2 separate regions of the Rattus norvegicus genome follow, and region 1 is linked to region 2. Evidence: chromatin contacts called from public Hi-C data. All regions are on one chromosome and are shown on one strand. The core of a region is the stretch at or near the end of the contact, and the rest is flanking DNA. Distances in the headings are between cores, read along the strand shown. Region 1 overlaps Pnpla1 (patatin-like phospholipase domain containing 1). Region 2 holds the start of Mapk14 (mitogen activated protein kinase 14).

Region 1 (3,955 bases), core at 1,359-3,858, 200 kb after region 2:
CCCCGACAAGCCTCTACTGGTGTAAGTTTCTCCTTCCTCAGGACTGATTCCTTTGCGGGGCGGGCTAAATGAAGTTTCTGCACTTTCGGCTGCCTGGGTATTACTTAGCTCTTCGAGTCTGTGGGGTTCACTCTTCCTGCCCTCTTCTCTATCTTGTAGTGAGGAGCTATGTGGAATATATCTGTTCATGAGATTACACCTTCCCTCTTCCCCATTCCAGAACACACGGGGTACACCCTGTTCCAGAACACACGGGGTACACCCTGTTCTAGAACAGTGGGAGCGTGTGCATTCCAGGTCCCGGGTCTTATTTTGGGTGAAGCCACCATTGGAACGGTGTAACAGGTGCACCATCCTAGCGTTAGGTAGCTCCTCGTGGTAGAAAAGGCCTCTCAAAGGTCTCCATTGGAGCTGGCGCAGTGGTGCGTGGCTTTAGCCCCAGCACTGTAACCTTGAAGTGAATGAAAAGGAGAGAGTAGGCTGAGCAGAGGCGAGCATGGTTCAATGCTCTCTGCTCCTGACTGTGAGAGTGACGAGATGGGGTGCTGCAAGGTCCTGCCGCCTTCACTTCGTGTCAGTGACGGATCATCGCCTGGATTTGTGAGCCAAATAAACCGTTTCTGCCTTAAGTGACTTTGTCAGGGCTTTTGACCACCACAACAGAAACCAAACCAAGAGAGCATGCCTACGGACTTCCGGATGGGGCCTGCAGATCTGTAGTTCTTAAAGATCCCTGGGAACTACATTTCCCAGGCCTCCCTTGCTGATTGGAAAACAGTTGGATTGGCCAGTGAAAGATCGGGGGCGGGGTCATTCCTCTCTCTCTCTCTCTCTCTCCCTCCCTCCCCCCCACCTCTCTCTCTCTCTCCTCTCTCCCTCTCTCTCCTCCCTCTCCCTCTCCCTCTCTCTCTCCTCCCTCTCCCTCCCCCTCCCCCTCTCCCTCTCTCTCTCTCTCTCTCACACACACACACACAAACACACACACACACACCCCACACACACACTTTCAACTCTGTCTTTTAGAAAAGCGGATTTGGGGGCTGGGGATTTAGCTCAGTGGTAAAGCGCTTACCTAGGAAGCACAAGGCCCTGGGTTCGGTCCCCAGCTCCGGAAAAAAAAAAGAAAAGCGGAGTTGAAACATTCTGTTCTTAATTTTATCGTTGAATGAACGATACAATTACAAAGCCCGGGCTGGCAATGAGTGGGCAACCTGCCTCTGCTTTCCGAGTCTTGAGATTATAGGTGTGTGCCACCATGTTCTTGGGCATTCTTCCATAGAACAGAAGTGTGTTAACTTCACAACAAGCTTACTAAGATGTTTCCCCCATTATGTAATTTTATCTCTACAGTTCTCCAACTCCAGAGGATCTGACACCCTCTTTTGGTCTCTGTGATTATGTCCTTACACGTAAACACACTTACGCATACCAGATAAATAGTTACCGGTAACCAGACGTGTTACTGGGGAACGTCAACCTTAGCCAGGGCCACTGGGTCTGCTGAGCTGAGGCAGGACTCTGACGGTATCAGACACTGTTCAGGCTCTCATACCAAGACATCTCCTGTGTCTCTTTGCCCAGGGCCAGTCCTGCTGCAGATTCAAACACAGCAAAAAAGATGTTCAGGAGGAAACAGAAGGCAAATGCCACCAGAGAGTGCTTCCAGAAAAACCCTCAGTCCAAGAAGCCAGCTAGCAAACTGCAGTAAGTGTGAGTCTCTGCTCTGCCAGGAGAGCTCGGCGCTTAGAACATCTAGGCTCTCCATTTTCTGACCTTCAAAAACGGGGTGACCCGGGGGCTGGGGATTTAGCTCAGTGGTAGAGCGCTTACCTAGGAAGCGCAAGGCCCTGGGTTCGGTCCCCAGCTCTGAAAAAAAGAACCAAAAAAAAAAAAAAAAAAACGGGGTGACCCGGTTCATAATCCTGGGAGGGTGCAGCCCTCCTGTGAAAGGGAAAGCCTTCGGAAAACAGCATGTGTCAGGTGCATGGGTCCTGGAGGTTTGCTAGCTACTTCTCAACTGTGTATTGTGTTGTTTTGATCAGAGTAGCCCTGGCTATCCCATAACTCACCATGTAGACCAGGCTAGCCTCAAACTCACTCACTGTGCAGCTAGAGCTAACCTTGTACTTTTGATCCCCTCCTGCTCCCGGCTCCCCAGTCCTGGGATTATAAATATGTGACATCACTCTTTGGCCAGCAAACCCCTTACCCGTACAAACAGGGAGTTGCTTTTGAGGATTCTTTAGTCCATTTGGCAGAAATTTCCCTAAACATTTTTGGCATTTATTTACTGACTGATTGTGTAATGTGCGTGAGTGTGTGCCGGAGAGGTCAAAGGACAGGTTTTTCTGGAGGCAGATTTCCTGACCTTCTGTCTCATGGGTCCCAGGAACTAACCTCAGACGGGCAGGGTTGGAGGCACGTGCCTCTACCCACTGAACATCCCTCTTGGGTTCCCAAACTTGTATTTTATTCAGCTGTCAATTAGTCTTCTTGGGGAGATGCTGGGACCCTGTTGCCTGCTCACAACTGCCTGTAGAGAGAGTCTCATGTAACAGAGGAGTCTAAGGATCTGTCTGTGTTTGAGGGTCAAGGGTCAAAGCTCCCTCTGTGATCCCTGTGTCCAAAGCAGCCATAATGTTACCCAAGAGCCAGTGAAGCCTGCCAATCCTTGGGTCCAGTTGGAAACCCCAGAATAAGGAACTGCAGCTACAAGGGAAGTAAATAAATACAACTTTAAAATTAAAACAAGACCCATCCATGAGGGGGTGCAAGTCTAATGCCAAGATTACTTCTACGGTGGGCTCTGCAGGATCTTGCAACTTTCCAGAGAGGGCAAGGGGCTACCCTGGGGTCACACAGCAGGTGAAAGTGAGGCTTGAGACTCTTCTTATTTCCCCTCATGAATGTGTCCTTGGCGTCTCAAATCCAGGTCTGCACCTTGTCCACTTGACTTTTCTGTACTTCCCGAGACAGTCTGGGTCACCTACAAACCTCATCCCAACCGGATTCAAGAATACAGCTACACTGAGGTATGGAACTCCTCTGGATGTCACCTAAGAGTGACCCTGCCTCTCCTGTCTCAGGGGGATGCAGCAACTCTGAGCATATAGCTTCCTTTCTGCCCTTCCTTCCCTTCCAAGGACAGCCTTGGTCAGCTCCAGCCCATTGCCTGGACAGCTGGGAGTGTGGTGGTGCACACCTTTAGTGCCAGCATTTGGGGAAGCAGAAGCAGGTGGATCGCTGGGAGTTCAAAGCTAGCCAACATAGCCAACATTATATTAGGAGTCCTTGTGTCAAAAACTCCAAAATGGGAACAGAGAAACACACACACACACACACACACACACCACACACACACACACACACACACACACACACATACACACACGGCAAGAGAGAGAGAGAAGCCAAAGCAAGAAAGCAAGCTAGACTGTTTGAGGAGGTGGTGGTGCACACCTTTAACTCCAGCACTCTAGAGGCAGAGCTCTGCAGGAGGATCTCTGTGAGTTCGAAGTCAGCCTGGTCTACATATCAAGTTCCAGGACAGCCAGGGCTACATAATAAGATCCTATCTTAAAACAAAACAAGGGGCTGGGGATTTAGCTCAGTGGTAGAGCGCTTGCCTAGCAAGCACAAGGCCCTGGGTTCGGTCCCCAGCTCCGAAAAAAAGAAAAAAGAAAAACAAAACAAAACAAAACAAAAGGAGAGCCAAACAGAAGTTACATTGATTTTGTTAAGACCAATGCTTCTCAATCCCTCTGGGATACCATAGCAGATATCTGGAGTATCAGATTGTTACATTACAATTCATAACAGAAGCAAAATTACAGTTACAAAGTAGCAACAAAAATAATTGTATGGTTGGGGGTCAGGCAACAGGAGGAACTACATTAAAGGGTCACAGCATTAGGAAGGTTGAGAAGCACAGGTTAAGATACCGACAGCTGGGGGT
Region 2 (4,592 bases), core at 1,692-4,191:
CTGCCCCCGTCTACCCAGTGCTGGGTTATAGGTGTTGAAAGAGCCGTATCTCTCGCTCCATGAGCAACCTTTATGAAACTCTAGTTCTACATACAGTGTGTGCCACCACACATGCCTTAATTCTTTTGTTTTTTTCCTTCCTGCGCTGGAAATCCATCTGAGGGCCTAACATGAAAGGCTGCTGTCTTCTGAGCTGTAGTCCCTGTCTTTATCTCCCTCTGCTAAAAATACTCGAAAATAGAAGCATGTTAACCCAGCTCTTTCACTACTGCTGCCTTCAGCCATCCACCTGTCCATCTGTCTGTCCGTCATTTATCCATTTGCAGATCATTTACAGAATCTCTAATTGGAATATTTTACATGCAAAAAAATGTAACTTGATTTATAAAATGTTGACCCAACGGGCAGGAAACCCAGAAAATTAGTTAAGGTGCAAGAATTTTTTTTTTTACCTGATTTAAGTCCTCTTTCACGTGCTTCCTAAAACCATAAAACAAAACTCACTTCCAACTAAAGCCCTCCTTAATGCTATACAGCATGATACCAAGGGGCTGTGTTGGAGAGACATTCATGACTGGCTTGAGGGAGGACCCAAACCACAGTCCCTAAGGACCAGAAGACACAGAAGGGGGCGGAGGGGGGTAGGGTTCAGCCAGAGAAAACAAAATGAGCAAAACAGTAAGGGTAAGCAAAAGGGGCTCTGAGCCTAGGACACGATAGGGTGGAAGTGTGGCAAGGCCCACAGTCCAGTCCCTTCAGCTGCTGATAACACAGGGGCGAGTTTGAAAGGATCCAGTGTGCAAAGACCATCTTGTCTCTTGCCAGTGCTGTCTCTCACGCAGCCTCTCTATAGGAGACACAAGTTCCAGGGACCACCGCCATTCATTCATTTATTCATTCACTCATTCATTCCAGGGACCACCGCCATTCACTCATTCACCCACTAGTGCTTGGGACTCTCCTAGCTCTGCAGGTGACCCAAGCAGCCATGCTACGGGAGGCGGCAGGCAGGGCTCACCTGGTTTCCGGTGACCGGCAGGAGCGCAGACGCTGGGGACAGACTCGGCTCCAGCCTGGCTGGCGGCGGTGCTGCGGACGCAGAGGCCGGCAGTTCCCGAGCCGTTGCTGCAGAACCCGCCGGCGTTCCGGCTGTGCGGGTGACGGGCGAGGACGGCATCTGGGCGAGGAGAAGGGGTCTCTGGCTGCCCTCCACAGACCTGGGCCGGGACCCTTCGGATCTTCCAGAAACAGGCACGAGAATAGGAGTTCCCGGTCCTCCTGCTCCGCGTAGGGGTGGGTGGATGTGAGTTCTTACGGGTCTAACTTTCCCCGTTCACTTTTATTATCTTTTTCTCGGCTTCTACGGAAGATTCCACTAGGTGGGAATGGAGGGCTGGGTTTCCCTCGTGGAGACTAGAACCGGGGCCTAAGGAAGCTCAACAGACTTGTCTTAATAAATGTCCGAAGCCCTCGTCGTTTCCCCAAACTTCCAAAGGCGTGGATTCTTTAAATTTCTCATGAATTATGTCTTTAAAATCCTCTCAATTTAAGTTCTTTTTTTTTTTTCTTCTTTTTTTTTTTTTTTTTAAAGATTTATTTAGCCGTCTTCAGGCACACCAGAAGAGGGCATCAGATCTCATTACAGATGGTTGTGAGCCACCATGTGGTTGTTGGGAATTGAACTCAGGACCTCTGGAAGAGCAGTCAGTGCTCTTAACCACCGAGCCATCTCTCCAGCTCCCTCAATTTAAGTTCTTAAAATTCTCCCAATTTTTCCTTTAAATTTCTAAATTTTGGATGGTTCTAAATTGGCAGGAGTCGGTCTCGAACCGGAGTCATGGGCTTTGGGGTGTTCCAGATATGGTCTCATAACAGCCCAGGCAGGTCTCTTAACTACTCACTATATAGCAGAGGCTGGTCTCCTGGTCTTTCCAAACGCTGGAATTACAGGCTACGTAAATCTAAATAAATACATCAAATATATGAGAAGGGTCTCTTGGTCTTTCCAGATGCTAGAATCACAGGCTGTATAAATCTAAATAATTCAGTAAATAAATAAAATCAAATACATGAGACGGGTCTCCTGGTCTTTCCAAACGCTGGCATTACAGGATGTGTACATCTAAATAAGTAAAATAAATGAGAAACTTTCCTGAAATGGAATGACCTACCTGCAGAGAGAGAGAGAGAGAGAGAGAGAGAGAGAGAGTGTGTTTCCCTTCCAGTCATGGGTATCGAACCCAGGGCCTTGCAAACGCAGGTCTCAGCCTCAAAGTGGCCATTCCTGACGTCCACCTCTGACCTTGTGCATCGGACTCCCTAGTGGGTCCCTGGAACCTCCTCCTACACCTTCCACGGTGGTTCTTCTGGTGAGGACATTTAGAAGCTGCTAGGAGCGTCCGGCGGGAGGGAGAGCCTGGGCTTTGAGACCGGGTTAATGTTTGCCTGGGTGGGGAGGGGGACAGGTTTCATCAGCGTCCCGAGATAAGCCACGCGTCCTTGAGCGGATGGGAACGCAACAGCTTTCTGGACAGGGCCAGTCTGCTCTTGCAAATCTTTCTTGGAAATCGCCGGCTCCGGTGAGCAGGTGGCTCGGAGCTCAAAGACCGCTTGGCTCTCTTTCCCCCCCCCGACGCCGTCCCAGTGGTTTTCCGCCACGGCGCCGGGCATTCGCCGGTCCGACCACAGAGAGGCGCGCGCGGCCTACGCTGCGGTCCGCCCCCACCCTCGGCGCCCCCCGGGAGCAGAGTCTCCCCTAGAGTTCCTGCCTCAGCTCCCGGAGCCGTGTCTCTCTTCTCGCGAGATCTTCCCGTCCCGCGCGCTCTTCTCGAGCACCCCCGCCCCACGGGCAGGTTCCATATTGGGTAAGATCTCGGCTCGCGGAGCTGTTCTCGCGAGAGTCCTGCTAGAGCCTCCCCGGCCGCTGCCTGCGGGGAGAGGGGGGAGATCGCGGCCACTGGAGCCCGAGCGGGCGCTAGAGCGCGAGCGGCTGTCGCGCAGCGTCGGCGTGCGCTCCCCAGGGAGCGGCTGCAAGGGGACCGCGGCGGGAGCTGCGTCGAACCGTGCAGCCGGCTCCCGCTCGTTGCCGAGGCTCGTAGGTGCCGCCGCGGCTGACAGGAGCCGTGGGTCGCAGCCTCCACACCTGCGCGGGCGCGGGGTCGGGTCTGCCGCGGGCGAGCGAGAGGGCGCAGAGGAGAGCGTGCGGCTGCAGGCAGGGGCCCTCGCTCGGCCACCTCGTCGCCGCGCTGCCGCCGCTGGAAGATGTCGCAGGAGAGGCCCACGTTCTACCGGCAGGAGCTGAACAAGACCGTCTGGGAGGTGCCCGAGCGATACCAGAACCTGTCCCCGGTGGGCTCGGGAGCCTACGGCTCGGTGTGGTGAGTGTCGCCGGGCTTGGGGTTGGGGGCGGGGGTGGGAGGGAACGTGGTGGAGCAAGCAGGGTGGCCCTGCATGCCTGAGCGCCAGGCCTGTCCCCACAGCTCAGCGATGCGCCCAGCGGCAGGAATTCTCCTGCGGGCGTGTCTTGGGGGTGCAGGGGGCAGTTGGAGCGGGACGTGTCCTGCACCCCTCGCCCTGCACACTCAGGTGGGTGGGGAACCGTGTGCGGGATCGGGTCAGCCGTGGGCGCGGTGTGATGGGGCTCCACCCTGTGCTCTCCATGCTCGCAAGATCGTTCCTCCCGGGGGTCCCTCTGCAGCCGTGCGGCCTCTGGACCCTGCCTCCGGGTACCGCCACTTGGCACGCAGGAGCCCTGCCCCGGGGAGCGGGCGAGCTGGGCGCAGCTCCGGCGAGGAGCAGTAGGTCAAAGCCTGACCCGGGGACTGCGGTCACCTGAACGAAACTTGCAAGAAAAAGCGCTCCCTTTCCCGGAATTTTTTTTTCTCTTTCTCAGTTTTTCCCTCCCATTTAACCATTTTTGCAAGCTTCGGTCGAAAAACCCAGAATCGGGAAACGTTCTTTTGGGATTCGCACCTGAATTAGCAGCACCCCGAAGGGCTTAAAATAATACCGACTTTATCTCGGGGACCGCGGGGTGCCAGCTTGCCGTGGTGTGTTTCCGATTCGGTTGAAAGCGTATTTCCTTTTCGGGGAGGGAGGGTGGCAGTGCCTGCAAGGACGCTCCAGCTCTCAGCTTAGTCACACAGCGCTGCTCAGTTCAGTATTGTTTGACAAAACCAGTTTTCCATACGGAGCCAGAGTGGTTCTGATCTGTTGGGCGCCCCTCAAAGATCAAAAAGGTGGGACCGAGTGCTGGAGTTGTAAATGGTTTTTAATTGGGATGCTTTTCTTTCTTTAAGCCCCTTAGAAGATTTGCAGGGGGCTTTAAGCTTGTAAGCACCGAGGCACATGGGGGTTTTTCGGGAGAACCTGGCCGCAGAAAACGATGCCTTTCAGCTTTCATTAACACTTCGGCTTTTTGTTTGAGTTCGTTTGAGACAGAGTCTCACTATGGATGGCCCTGTCTGGCCTGAGCCTCAGTGGCTAGACCAAAGCCTGGCCTGGAACTCAACAAATTTTGTCTCCTGCCAGCGCTGAGAATAAAGGCATTTGCTACCACACAAGGCCCTGGGAGCAGGTTTCAGATTAAATTT

The links. A called contact is a pair of places that touch in the nucleus more often than the background predicts.
Region 1: a contact with region 2 is called in a Hi-C map of liver, with 3 times the contacts expected there. The contact joins the enhancer-like site here to the promoter of Mapk14 in region 2. A contact is called at or near these places in 3 of 12 Hi-C or Micro-C datasets (frontal cortex and liver).

What each region holds. Positions count from the first base shown.
Region 1 is chr20:6,948,758-6,952,712 of GRCr8, forward strand. It overlaps Pnpla1 (patatin-like phospholipase domain containing 1), which reads left to right. Exons shown (of 10, transcript NM_001191841.2): 7 at 1-21; 8 at 1,582-1,704; 9 at 2,933-3,032. Among named protein-coding and RNA genes, the nearest start is that of Bnip5, 26 kb to the right of the region's middle. Within about 2 kb of position 2,609, at least 2 of the 93 cell types and tissues checked have an H3K27ac peak or open chromatin away from gene starts, as enhancers often do. A contact at or near this core is called in liver, where this site is marked.
Region 2 is chr20:6,748,418-6,753,009 of GRCr8, forward strand. It overlaps Mapk14 (mitogen activated protein kinase 14), which reads left to right and starts at 2,942. Exons shown (of 12, transcript NM_031020.3): 1 at 2,942-3,377. The coding sequence starts at 3,262. Slc26a8 (solute carrier family 26 member 8) reads right to left here and starts at 2,767. Exons shown (of 20, transcript NM_001107614.3): 1 at 1,019-2,767.